2 separate regions of the Xenopus tropicalis genome follow, and region 2 is linked to region 1. A link is a contact called in public Hi-C data. All regions are on one chromosome and are shown on one strand. Each heading gives the region's core, a stretch centred on a gene start, on an enhancer-like site or on the middle of the called end of the contact. The rest is flanking DNA. Distances are from core to core; before and after follow the strand shown. Region 1 overlaps gata4 (GATA binding protein 4). Region 2 overlaps blk (tyrosine-protein kinase Blk).

The links. A called contact is a pair of places that touch in the nucleus more often than the background predicts.
Region 2: a contact with region 1 is called in a Hi-C map of neurula embryo, with 3 times the contacts expected there. The contact joins two enhancer-like sites. A contact is called at or near these places in 3 of 5 Hi-C or Micro-C datasets (brain, neurula embryo and tailbud embryo).

What each region holds. Positions count from the first base shown.
Region 1 is chr5:150,619,026-150,626,211 of UCB_Xtro_10.0, forward strand. It overlaps gata4 (GATA binding protein 4), which reads right to left. Exons shown (of 6, transcript NM_001016949.2): 2 at 922-1,088. Among named protein-coding and RNA genes, the nearest start is that of neil2, 14 kb to the left of the region's middle. Within about 2 kb of position 2,661, at least 2 of the 11 cell types and tissues checked have an H3K27ac peak or open chromatin away from gene starts, as enhancers often do. A contact at or near this core is called in neurula embryo, where this site is marked.
Region 2 is chr5:150,763,321-150,770,506 of UCB_Xtro_10.0, forward strand. blk (tyrosine-protein kinase Blk) reads right to left here. Exons shown (of 11, transcript XM_031903073.1): 10 at 6,327-6,458; 11 at 3,294-4,487. The coding sequence ends at 4,285. Among named protein-coding and RNA genes, the nearest start is that of blk, 14 kb to the right of the region's middle. Within about 2 kb of position 2,426, at least 2 of the 11 cell types and tissues checked have an H3K27ac peak or open chromatin away from gene starts, as enhancers often do. A contact at or near this core is called in neurula embryo, where this site is marked.

The DNA of each region.
Region 1 (7,186 bases), core at 1,411-3,910:
TTAATAGAGGACAGTATATCTAAAGTCCTCTGTATCCACCCAAGGTCTTACAATGCAGCAGCAGCAAAAAATAAAAAAAAAATGACGTCTTTGTTTCAGTCAAGGTCTAGAAAATGCTGGCGTAGTGCACTTCTGTGCCCTTTCTCTTATATATCAAGTATTGTAAATTACATCACAGACCAGTGGCAACTCCCAATGCAGAACACTGGAACATCAGCACAACTGGCATATGAGCAGCATGTATTATAAAGTTGGTAGTGTGCTAACGTTTGTGCAGTGTCGGACTGGCCCAGCAGGATACCAGGAAAACTCCCGGTGGGCCCAGGGGTCAGTGGGCCCTCTTGCTTCTATCTATTTAGCCTATTTCATGGTCATTCCCTATTTCTGTATGGGAACATGGAAACTTGATAGATGGAAGAATATAGCATGTAGAGAAAAGTATAATAAAGAGTTTGAGAGAGGAGAGGAGGGATTGAGGGAAAGTTGTGAGAATGGGCCCATTGTCCAGTGTTTTCTGGTGGGCCCCTGCCATCTCAGTCCGATACTGCATTTGTGGCTAGGGTAACATGTACTGGTAAGCAGGTCAAATCCCTGACTGCTTGATGTGAGTGACTAGACTTGGAGCAGAGTTTGCCTTGTGACTAAACATGGAAGTATAAGTGGACCTCATAAATTAAACATAATATGCACATATGTCAGGGAGCTCAGTTAGCCAAGACCTTTGTTACCAAAACCCAGACTAGGGCTGGGGGTAATGGAGGCAGTGCAACATTTACTAATGCTTATTTTAAACCTGCTCCACTAATACACCCAGGGGTTTAAGATTGCAGTGAAGGATTTCCTAACAAATGGCCTGACTGCTTAAAGTAAACATAAATATATAGATAACGAGCAAAAAAAAGCTGTGCAAATATTCCTTACCAGTCGCCTTTGAGGCTTGATCAGAGGACGGTTGATCCCATTCATCTTATGGTATAATCCACAAGCATTGCATAGATAGTGGCCTGTTCCATCCCGCCTCCAAAGTGGGGTTGACATCGCTCCACAGTTGACACATTCTCGTCCCTCGGAGAAATCATCAAAAAACTCTGTGAATTAGAGACAAAAAAATTAAGAGGCAGCTCTGCAGCTTTATACAATTAAACCTGTTCAAATAATGACAGCATCAAAATGTAGGAGCAAGAGGGCAAATGTAATGCCCAATACACTTGGGACCCAAGTCAGCATCAGGCATTGGTAGACTACAGTAAGACATTCGTAATTAAGAACTACCAAGAACTTCCAGTCATTTGGTTTTTCCTGCTTCCTGTACATGTCTGGGGCATAAAGAAAGTCCGAACAGGTTAAGGGGAGACCAACAGGAAATGTATCTTAAGCTGGCCATACACGTGGCGATCTGACGATGTTTCGTGCGACCATCGGTCAGATCCACCACACACGGTCAGGGCTGAAACAGCAGAAACAATAGGATTTCGACCTCCTTCTGCCGATTCAGCCCTGACGGCAGATTTTGGTCAGGCGCCTTCTATGGCGCCCGATCAAAATTTTCTAACCTGGCCGATCGGCGAGTCGTCCCATATCAGCAGCTTCCTGCGATATCGGTCGACTCGCCGACATGCCATACACGCACCGAATATCGTACGAAACGAGGTTTCGTACGATAGTATCGGTGCGTGTATGGCCAGCTTAAGGGCAGGGATGCAGAGAGAGAGGAAATTGCAAGGGTGGGAGATAAGGTTGGGCTTAAGCATGCAGCAACACCATAGTACTGTGAGGTGCTTGTTATAATATTGCTTGTATATTGTACTCAACGTTTTGCTCCTGTGTAAAGGACCTTTCTCAAGACATCTGGGGGATCATCATCGAGGGATGTTCTGAGGAAGGTCCTCTTAGCAGAACAGAAATGATGACAAACTAATAAAAAAACAAATCACTTATTCCTTAATTCCTGCCCTTGATGATGAATCCCCTAAACTAAAGATGTCCGACTCATTTTTTTTTAGATTTTGTGGGATTTTGGAATAATCCAAGAGTGGGAAACCTGCGGCCTCCAGATGCCACAGCAGCCCCATATATACAACCCTGCAAATTCATTTTTTATGTGTATACTCCCCAGACAAATTTCAATGTAATACTATATACCACTATATTTATTAAGCATTTGATACTTTGGCCACAAGAGACTCCGTTTCATTGGAGTTTATATGGTAGTTCCTGCTCATTGTTAATGAATGCAAATAAACAGATACATATACAGTAGCTGGGCATATAACCTATCCCTTTGTTTTATTAAACATTTACTCAAAGTAAATCCTGCTTATAAAGTGAATATATTGTTACTTTTATGATGACGGAATTGTGATAAGATGGTAAGCTTTAAGTGTATGTAATGGGAAGACAAACAGGCAATAAGTTCTCGCTCCAAGCACCCTCTGGTAGAAATAAAGGACACAAGGATTTCCCTCTCTTAGCCAATATTTTCTTTGTTAACACCTGTGGTTTGAACTTGTAACTCCTGAATTTCTTTATGGCAGTCAGCTACTTAACTTGGCTTTAAATCCTGCCATTATGGGCTTCTTGACACTTCCCTGCCTGCCTCACTCTGCCCGCTCCCCCGCCTCTCCTTTACATACAAACAGACAGGAAAAGAAAAAAGGTTTTATTTAGCCGGCAAATTGCCTAACAATCCCCCAACTAGCTTTCAGAACAATGCAAAAGGGACAGCTATTCCCAGTGCACTGCTTGGCCACAACACACCAACAATTTCCCTTTCACTTATATGAGCACTCAGTCTGACAGATTAGGATTATAACCGGAAAGAGCAAATCCTCATTTCAGCAAGTCGTGCATATCTCTGATATAATCAGATATACACAGATTTCCACCATCTCTAAGGGGCAGAGCTCCCACAGGAAAAACTCACCCATTTACTATTCATTCCTATGGGATTTTTAGCAGTGTATTTATTAATGGGTGAAATCTAGAGTTCACCACTTTATGAATACACTTCTAAAAATCCCATGGGAATAAATAGAAAATGGGTGGGTTTTTCAGTAGTGAGCTGTAATCTCACCTTTTGATAAATCTGCCCCTCCATAGCTAAAGGTGCCCATGCACGTGAAGATTCGCTCGCTTGGCGACCTACGGGTGGGCGATATCGGGGAACATGTAGGCTAATTTGATCGTTTGGCCCCAGGCCAAATTATAATGGCGGCAATGGGGCAGTTGGTTCGGGGACTGCATCAACGAGCCAATGCCGTCCCTGATCCAACTAAATTTTTTAATTATCGGTCGGGCATACCCTTCGATTCTGCTCCTACACGGTCCGATAAGCTGCCGAATCGGTACAAGGGACCGTGTATGGCCACCTTAAGGTGGGTGATACTGGGCTGATCTGATCATTTGGCCCCAGGGACACAGGTCATCAGTGCAAGGACTGCATCAACAAGACAATGCAGTCCTTGATCTGGCAGAAAGATCAAACTTGCCTGACTGACATCTGGACGATTTTTGGCCAGATAATTGTTGACTAGGCCACTGGAGGGCCCCCTACATGGGCAGATAAGCTGCCACATTGGTCTAAAAAGGGCTTATGTTACTGGGGTGCCTAAGTAATAAGAATCTAGATGTTAATCAAAGAATTTTGATAAACAAGATTGTATTTTATATACTGAATTTATTGTAACAGCTCAGTTTCGGAAGCCCTAATGGGTTTTCTAGGGGCTCAGAATTCCCCGCTAAAGGGCTGTGATGGATATGGGCTGGTACAGAAATCCAACACATAATACGTAGCATTTCTGGCCTAATTCTTTGTTGAGCTTAAGTTCTCCTTTAAAAATGCCCAACAAATAAGGGAGGATGCCAGGAGCTGCAGGTTGCAAGAGGCTTGCAGTAAGGATTAAAAAATGCAAGGACTTGCAAGGAGTGTTTTTCTCTTGACTGGCTTCCAGGAATATGTCAAAAGAAAAATGCTAAGAATCCTTTGCAAGGTTCCTTTTGTGGACAGAACGGACGGTGCAAGGAGAAATATAATATTCACTGTTTTCCCCCTCAGATGTTTTACTTTGGTTTAAGGCGATTAACTGATATCGCAGTTCATGTAGACTTTGTAGTACAGCAAATACTGTATCTAGTGAACATGTTTTGCTATCTAAACGCTGGCTCCCATTGTACCTGTATCAGTAGAGAGAGCCGGGGCTGTGTAAATCAATATCTCATAGATAATGCCATTTGCAAACTCTGCTACATGCTAACTCTGCTACACTATGATTAGTGTGTAAAAACATCCTGCAAAGGTTATAATTATGAAATCTCTGTGGTTATAAATAAAGTCTTTCATTTAAATTCGGGAGGACCGGTGGCCTGAAGTTTCTTACTCAGCTCATTTTTTACTTACTGAGATATCCTCAAAGCCGCAGTTGCTTTAATACATGGCATTATACACATTTAATGCAGCACAGGCTGCCCCCATAGTGCACTCAGTGAAAGCGGATTCCATTACGGAATTGTTTATATTGCCAGAAGAGAGTAATATCAACATCTCTCATCAGGACTAACCTCCAACCTTTAGTAGCACAAAGAGGCACTTGCAACATTTTAAACACCACTCCAGTCTCGCTTTTAGGGGTATATTGCATTTCCGAAACAAGTTGTAAGAAATGTTTAAATGACCGCAGTGTCAGAAACATCGGCCTCTGAAAAGTCGGTTGAAACTGAAGCTGAATATTTTCTGTTTAAAACAACGGTAGGCCAGCTTTCTTCATCTTAATGCCATTTGTCTTAAGGTGGCCATACATGGGCAGATTTAAGCTAAAGATTTGGGTCCTTCAGACCGATTTAGCAGCTTATCTGTCTCTGTATAAGGACTCCCAATGAGCCCACCTGACCGATATCTGGCCTAAAATTGGGCAGATGTGAATCGGGCAGGTTTGATGTGGTCCCTGCTCTGAAGGGTGCTATTCCTGTTGTCGTAATTTAATCATTTGGCCCTCTGGCCAAACAATTGGATAACTCCGATATTGTCCGCCTTAGGGCGAAGACACAAGGGGCGATTAGTATCGAAAAGGCGATTAGTATCGAAAAGTATCAATTTGGCAAAATTGCGCGCGTGATTTGTCGCGGCGACGCAATTATTCTCTATGGGCGGAAAGACCATGAATGAGTTAATTAAAAGTTGCGACGACTAATCGCTCCGTGTGTCTTTACCCTTAGATGAGCAAACAAGCAGATTGTCTACATGTAGCAGTTTCGATCTTTTGTGCAACGATTCCCACCCTCCACTGTCGTTCAGGGCTGAATCGTCAGATATGGAGGTAGAAACAATTGAAATTCTACCTCCTTCTGCCGATTCAGCCCTGAACGAAGATTTTGCTTGGGTGCCTTTAATGGCGCCCGATCGGAATCTTATGACCTGGTCAATCGACGAGTCAACCGATATCCGCAGCCTTTTTCAATATGGGCTGCCTTGTCAAGCTGCCATACACACGAAATACACACGAAATTAGGTTTTGTACAATATCATCAGTGAGTGTATGGCCAGCTTAAGGGTGAAGACACACGGAGCTACTTAGTAGCAGCTACTTGTCACAGCTACTAAACTCCAGAAAATCCCCTGCCATAGACAATACTGAGAATTGCCTCTGCTAAAACACACGTAGAGACAATTATTAGTAAATGATCAGCATTGTCTATTTTTGTAGCCATGACAAGTAGCTGCAGATCTGTGTCAAAATTATTGTTGGCTTTTTTCAATTAAAATATGAAGGAAATAATTTAAGGTTTGTTCCACAATGTTGCATAATAGTTTTTTTGCTGTATAAGAGGCAACCTGCCTCCCAAAAGCTCTGTGGTTAAAAAAAACCCTATTATGTGTTTAATTTCCATCCTCTTTTCTACATTTTCTAAACATAGACATAGGTTTGCCACCTGGTCGCTAAAAATGATTCCTGCTGTCAGCGTTATTAATAGGTGTTAATAAGGCTGGTATTTTTTCTTCCAGAAAAAGTGACAACCCTACATAGACATTATGTTATATGTATGTTTTGTTGTATTGCCTACTGTGCACAGAACATTGGTTTTATTGGCTAAATCATTTCCACAGATTGAATTTTTATCTCTGCTTTGTTCCCTCTCACTTTGAATGGAATTGTACATGGAACCAGATTATACAAGATGGAACTACACCTTATATAATTGCTTCCTATAGATATGCGAAGTAAACACCATGCATATGGCAAAAAAATGTACTTTGCACACACACTATATTGCAGTGGAAATTGAGTCTTTACTTGTGCTTTTCACCCAGGGCAAGAGAAGGCCTTGTTAATCATATATAGTCATATACATTCTCTAGTTGTTTTTGTGCCCTCATTATCTTACTGCTACAATCTCTAACTAATTAATGATAATGTATCCCAATTAAACTTGCAATTTGTATATGATAAATCCATTGCACTTTGATAAACTGTAAAAGATTATTTGTAGCTCGAGACATTGGGTTTTCTGAAGGACAAATGGTGCTTATACAATGTCAGAGTGAACGTGTCAGGTTTCCTAAACCAGATAATCGATTAGTGCATTTATTTGCTAACTTAGAAACTAGGGTTTTCTGTGCAAAGTCACAATATCTAGATAACATATATTAGTAGTACAGTATATACTTTCAGACTGTTCTAGTTTTCCTTTAAAATTGATTAGTTTATTCAACTCCATATGTTATGGAACTATAAAGGAAGGGGTCCCCAACCTTTCTTACTTGTGAGCCACAGTCAATTGCAAAAAGACTTGGGGAGCAACACAAGCACCATAAAAGTTAATTGAGGAGCCAAATAAGGGCTGTGATTGGCTATTAGGGGCCTATATGCACCCTATTAGCTTACAGGGGCTTTATTTGGTAGGAAATCTTGTTTTTATTCAACCAAAACTTGCCCCCAAGTCAGGAATTCAAAAATAACTCCCTGGTTTGGGGGCACTGAGAGCAACATCCAAGGGGTTGGGGAGCAACATGTTGCCCCTGAGCCACTGGTTGGGGATCCCTGTATAAGGGTGAAGAGACAAAGAGCTACTTAGTAGCAGCTACTTTTTCATGGCTACTAAACATCTGAAAATACCCTGCCGTAGACAGTAAATAGTCAGTAAATGATCAGCATTGTCTATTTTAGTAGCCGTGACAAGTAGCTGCTACTAG
Region 2 (7,186 bases), core at 1,176-3,675, 140 kb after region 1:
CTGGTTTGCCCAAGATTGATGCGGCAATTGACAGATCACTGCGTCATAGCCCCACACCATGACATCACTGCCCCGCCCCATTACATCATGCTCCGCCTCCCTGCCCAAAGTTCCTACGCAGTGAAGGTGGCGACCCTAGCCCCAGCATACATAGTTAATACTTACCAAGGTGCAATCGGGAAAGGGAGGTCAGTGGGGGAGAGTCAGGCTCAGACTGGGCCAGTGGGGCCCAGAACCAGTCCACGCCACCACTGCCTCGTGCCGGTCAGGGGAGGGAGTCAGGCAGTTGGCGGGTGGCTGTGGCCCCTAAGGGGATGCATAGCCCCTGGGGCAGCAGCCCCAGTGGGCCCTGCACCCCCCAGTCTGACCCTGGGGAGCGCTGATGCTTCCTGACGTGGATCAAGGTCTAGGTCAGCCCTAAACCAGTCCAACCCTGAATATGATATAGCAATGATAAAGCTGAGCAGAGAAGGAGATACTTTCTGTAGCACAGTTTCTTATGGCAGAACAGCAGGGGTCACTCTGGGGGAGCCTTAAACTGATAAAATTGTGAAAACAAAAGGAAACAAATAATGTAATTTGATTGATGAAAGTAAAAGGAAATAAAAAACTTGAATAAAATTGCTCAGAGTGCTCTTCTGAGCACTTTTGCAATTTAGTAGTTTTTAAATGGCTGATATAATGATGAAACAACATTGCCACCTACTGTTGTTTGTGATATTGCTCTGCTTAGAACTGGCCGGATAAAGGACGGCTGACTCTTCTCTGCTCACTTACCTTAATTCTGCAACCAGTTATCTGGAATGAACAGCAGGTGGCGTTGTTGTTTCAAAGCTATTATATCAGCAGTTAAACATTTCTAATACCTTGAAATCTATAAAAATATGAATATAAATGACAAAAGTGCTGACATGACATGTAATTTGTGTTTACATTTCCTTTACAGTGTGTGGGTGGGTGTATGTCCCCTTACATATACAAAAGGTAGGAGGTCAGTGCCCCACAGAGCTTACAATCTGCATAGAGAGACCAAGTATGTGTGTGTAAGCCTGTGGCAGGGTGATACAGAGGGGGAGCTTGTCGGTATGGGAGGGTGATACAGAGGGGGAGCTTGTCGGTATGGGAGGGTGATACAGAGGGGGAGCTTGTCGGTATGGGAGGGTGATACAGAGGGGGAGCTTGTCGGTATGGGAGGGTGATACAGAGGGGGAGCTTGTCGGTATGGGAGGGTGATACAGGGGGGGAGCTTGTCGGTATGGGAGGGTGATACAGAGGGGGAGCTTGTCGGTATGGGAGGGTGATACAGAGGGGGAGCTTGTCGGTATGGGAGGGTGATACAGAGGGGGAGCTTGTCGGTATGGGAGGGTGATACAGAGGGGGAGCTTGTCGGTATGGGAGGGTGATACAGGGGGGGAGCTTGTCGGTATGGGAGGGTGATACAGAGGGGGAGCTTGTCGGTATGGGAAGCTGATAGTAACTTATTAGATCCAACCATAAAGCAATAAAAGGATGATATACAGCCAAGTGCAGGGTGCAGATTGGAAGCAATTTCCAGTGTTTATTACCCACAATGCAAAATTTCTGCCCAGAATCACGGCTTTATTTTGGCCCAGAGGTAGAGTTGCACTTGGTGCAATGGTGCAACAAAAATGTTGCAACTGGGATTTTATGATTTTATGTGCATGGCATCAAAATGACGTCTGTGCTTGAATTCTTAAGGTGCAAATCCACTGCATGTATCAGCGCAGAGCACTGTTGGGGCACTTGCAGGTTTCCCTGCGTCACTAGGCATGCAATTCCCAACAGGCAGGGTCAGACTGGGGGGTGCAGGGCCCACTGAGCTACCACTCCAGGGACCCACCCCCCCCAAAGTGTCCCTGCCACATCCCCCGCATGTATAGTATGTATAGTATGGATAATATGGATAGTATGGATAGTATGGATAATATGGATAGTATGGATAATATGGATAGTATGGATAATATGGATAGTATGGATAGTATGGATAGTATGGATAGTATGGATAATATGGATAGTATGGATAGTATGGATAATATGGATAGTATGGATAGTATGGATAGTATGGATAATATGGATAGTATGGATAATATGGATAGTATGGATAGTATGGATAGTATGGATAGTATGGATAATATGGATAGTATGGATAGTATGGATAGTTGCCCGTAACTACGGGTATGCCCCCTGAGGGGCGCTATTCTACACAATACTCTGACACTGCTTCAGCCAAAGATCCCACCGTCTGTCTCTGCTCCCATAAAGAACTAATATCCCCTCCGTCTGTCTCTCTTAGTTTCCTACAGAATGAATCACGTTGGCCCCAGCTCCGGGGGGGTCTCTCATGTACAGAGACCTCTAGTCTTGCTTTAGCCAAACACATCACCAGATTCTCCAGCTTCCTCTGCCAGGGCCTAATGGTTTCTCTATTTCCCATTTATTATCCTCTGCCTCTTGGAACTGTGTGAGTGTCTATTCTATTCCTGAGTGGAACAAGACTGCCCCCTAGTGCCACAGTGTGTAAGTGAAGCCAAAGTATAATTTGTTTTATTCAGTGTTATACTATTCCTAATCATTGGGAGATTTGCAGTGGGAACTGCAGGAGACAAAAGATTCGACCCTGGGCATAACTAGATGTTACTAGGGCCAAAGCAAATTCATTTTAGGGCCCCTCTATCCTTTAAAAAGAAAATATTTTTCATAAAAATACTGCTTATCAGTCAGACACACTGGCCCCCTTAAACCTCTTGGGCCCCTGAGCAGTTAATGGGCCCCCTCCATCTTTAGTAATGCCCCTGATAGTGATAAAGAGAGATCTAACTGATTCACCAATAGGGAGGTAAGGTTTAGAACCTATAATAAATATTCTGTGCTGAAATATTATGTATTCACACCCCTATGTCCAGGATACGGAACCTGCTACAGCTCTGCTGGCCAGGCAGGGACAGGGCAACGCAGCTTCTATGGCTCCTGGCAAATTACAGGTTAATCTGTGTTGGTTAAAGTCATTAAAATAATAGAAATAATGCAATTTCAGTAACAGTTAAGTAACAGCTATTTTAACACCTACTGCAATGGAAACTTTATAAACAGGCCATTTGTGCAACAGGGGAGGGGTCAGCGGTGCTGCTGGGAAACAGCATAGACACCGATGGGGCAAATATGGGTAAACTTCAGAGTGACAGATTTTCTTTAATATCAATAGGGCAGAACATGTGAGATTATCAACGTAAAGGACCCACGTAATGAAATAACGAGCAAGAAGGGCTCCCACTTTGTCTTTATTATCTGGTTCTTATGTAGAAAATACGGCACTGGCATTGCCCCCGATACTAAATAACCCACTAGTGCCCCTGCAGTGAAGAACTGGAAGCGGTAAAGGAATTAAACCCAGTAATGCAGATCATTTTCCCCTCTTGGAATGTCTGGGCTGCAGGCCAGTGGCACACAGGGCCATTCCGGGCAACTTTCATCTGTTCTTGGCTTTAAAGGGCAACTGAGGTGCATGAATAACCCTCTCCCCTGAGTCCCTGCTCGTCCAGCTCCACAGAGATTCATCAGCCACAATGGCCATCGGTTTACATAAGCGCCCAAAGTGCATTCATCTTTGTGGGTGCAGCCCTCATATTACCCCACAATTCCAGAGATTTCGATACAAAGGAGGTCTAACCTGCGACCCCCATAGCTCTTGCTGAACTGCAACTCCCACCAGTACCTGACAGGCAAGAGATTTGAAGGGTCATTTACAAAAGTCACGCTGATATGGACGCAAATGGTTCCTGTATTGATTCATTAAATAATTGGGACAAAACATCTTCCTTGGGATCGTAGGTCCCGTTGCCGAATCCCAGACTCCTTATGGGTCCCATTAATAAAACCGTATACACCCTGAGGTATATCCACTGAGGCCATAAGCTCTGTATGAATTCTAGATGTATAATTACTATTATATTTCTTGTCCCAAGTCGTTAGAGCGACCAGCAGTTTTTATGGGAACCTTGATTTCCAATCATTTTTTCTAAGATACATTCCAAGCCCATTGCGGGGCATTACCGCCCTCATTAAATACACCAGTCAGAATTCCATTAATGTACAGAGTGTGTGTTTGTAGCCGGTGGCCATACGACCAACTGCAACTGTCTTCAAATGAGATGCTGAAACCAGATCTGAATTCTTTTAGTAAAGTTATTCCAGAACCAGAGCAGTAAGTAATCGCTGCCCAATCTGGTTCCATAACTGGAGACTTTGGGGGGATCCGGCGCCAACTCACGGCTCCTCCTCGTATTGCTTTTCTGTCGAGGTGCTAAAATCCTCCAGGACAGACTGCAAGTAATCAAAGGTGGGCCTCTCCTCGGCGTTGTCCCTCCAGCACCTGAGCATGATCTCATAGAGTTCCATGGGGCAGTCGTTGGGGCGGGGCATGCGATAGCCTTGGTCCAGGTTGCAAATCACCTCTGGGTTGGTCATGCCTGGGAAATACAGTGAGATAAAACAAAATTAAATCTGCTTCCCACATACGGGCAGGGAATATGCTACAAGCTTTGCAAAGAGTGGAACTGTATCTAAACCTGCAGTTACAGAAGTTGACCTTTAAATGTGCGCAGTCCGGAACCCCCGTAGCATCATTTCTGCTAAAATGTCTTCTTACTTTTATGGCTCATAATTTCCTACAATTAGTTAAATCATTCCCTGACAAATATCAGTATATTGTTTTGTCTGTCCCTTGGCAATAATATATTTATTTCAAATTATTTTTGAAATCCCCCTTCCTTTATGGTGGTGCATTCAGTTTTATCAGTGTCATTGTGTCTCTGTATGTGGCCCCAGGGGCCCTGCAGGTGCCCTCACCGGCCATGTCCCCTAACCCCCCCTCTGAAGGCCGCATCCCCTAACCCCCACCCCCACAGGCCGCGTCCCCGTAACCCCCACCCCCGCAGGCCGCGTCCCCGTAACCCCCACCCCCGTAACCCCTGCAGGCCGCGTCCCCGTAACCCCCACAGGCCGCGTCCCCATAACCCTCACCCCCGCAGGCCGCGTCCCCTAACCCCCACCCCCACAGGCCGCGTCCCCGTAACCCCCACCCCCGTAACCCCCGCAGGCCGCGTCCCCGTAACCCCCACAGGCCGCGTCCCCGTAACCCTCACCCCCGCAGGACGCATCCCCGTAACCCCCACAGGCTGCGTCCCCTAACCCCCCCTTCACAGGAGCCCCCTAACCCCCTACAGGGTCCCCCACCCAACATCCTCCCCTGAGCGCATGTAAATTTAATGCGTGAGGGGAGGAACAGTCCGGCAGAGGGAGTGCCGGCAAGGGTTGGGGCCCACTAGGGTTGGGGCCCACTAGGATTTTTCCCCGGTGTCCCAGCTGCCCAGCCCGACCCTGTATAGGATAAAGGAAAAAAAACAATCCTGTAGGCAGCTATGAATAATACACGGTGCGTAAAAACGGCCCTCTTATTGGAGCTCCCTATAGATCCTCTCAGGTCTCTGTCCGTGTTTAAAATGAGGGGTGGGCGTGTCCTAACGGCCCCTGCCCACAGTAGGAGGGGGAGAGCCAATCACAGCCCTACAGTTACACAAGCACAGACAGGCTTCAGTTCCCTATCAGGTCAGCCTGGCTGCTGACCTACACGCCGGCCCCCCTGCACAGCCTGGGATAGGAGGCAGCAGGAAGTGGAACAGATGGGTGGGGCTTGTGGGGTTTTTAGAGGTTTTCAATAAATCAGCCAGAAACATTACTTTTTAAAGCACATTCCTTCTGTATTTAGTTGAGTTTAATTCATTGGCACAATATTATTTTTCACACAATATGTCCCCTTTAAGGCACCATAGTGACCACATTCTGTACTTGGATCTGCTATTGGCTCAGTTGGATCCTACAAAATTATATCCTGGGCTGTAGATAAATGCAATGAGATTTTGTAAGATGGAACAACAACTGTGTCTTTTCTGCCCCCCCTTCGCCAAAAAAAAATGTTATAGAAAATGTTAAGGCCCCACTCAACACCACCAACCCTTCAACCAACCTCCCACCCATAATGCCCTGTACGTGTGAAGGCCAATTAGGAGGTAGGGTGCAGGCTGGGGGGGGGGGGGGCAGAGTCCTGACCTCCCCTCCTTTCAAAGAGTCAGAGGGCCGGTATTGGCCACTGTGAATATTATTCAGATCCAATCAAAGTCATGAATAGTAAATACAGTGCATTGCAAATGTCGTATTCTAGCTGGCAGTTAGGGCTCCCATAGATCACAGGCTCCTGGGGATTTGTAATTTGCGGCTGATGTTTTTGTTACCAATCCTCAGTCCGTTACCTGGGTATGGCGAGCGGCCGAAGGTGGCAATTTCCGTTAGCAGGATCCCAAAGGACCACACATCCGACTTAATGGTGAAAATTCCAAAGTTGATCGCTTCTGGGGCCGTCCATTTTATGGGGAATTTGCTGCCTATAGGAAATCAATGGAGAACAAGATTAGTACATTTGCTCTGTTTTAGCCATTAAAGGGGTTGTTACTTTTAGTACGTTATAGAATGATCAATTCTAAGCAACTTTTTAATTGGTCTTCATTATTTATTTGTTATCTTTTTTTAATTATTTGCCTTCTTCTTCCAAATCTTTGCAGCAAATGGGGGTCACTGACCCCGACAACCGAAAACTATTGCTCTGTGAGGCTCCAGTTTTATTGTTATTGTTACTTTTTATTACAATTTTTTCTATTCAGGCCCCTTCTTATAAATATATCAGTCTCTCATACAAACCACTCCCTGGTTACTAAGTTAATTTGGACCCTAGCAACCAGATTGCTGTTAAAACTCCAAACTGAAGAGCTGCTGAACAAAGATTGAAATAATTAAAAAACTACAGATAATGAAAAATGAAGACCAATTGCAAATTGTCTTGGAATATTACTCCCAACATCATAGAAAAAGATAACACAACACAGGTTGTATGAGTGGTCAAGGGCCCCGGTAGAAGAGGCTCCCTATTGTATATATTTCATATAACAGGGTGCCTCCTGCTGTATCCAAGGCAACTGCCTGGTTCTGCATTAAATCCTATGGCGATTGGGCAAAAAATAGGAAGTGGCGTACAGGAAACCGAATATTGTCACTATATTTATTTCTGTATGTGAAAGTAGAACTCTGCCGGTATCATTCTGAAAATAAAAATATT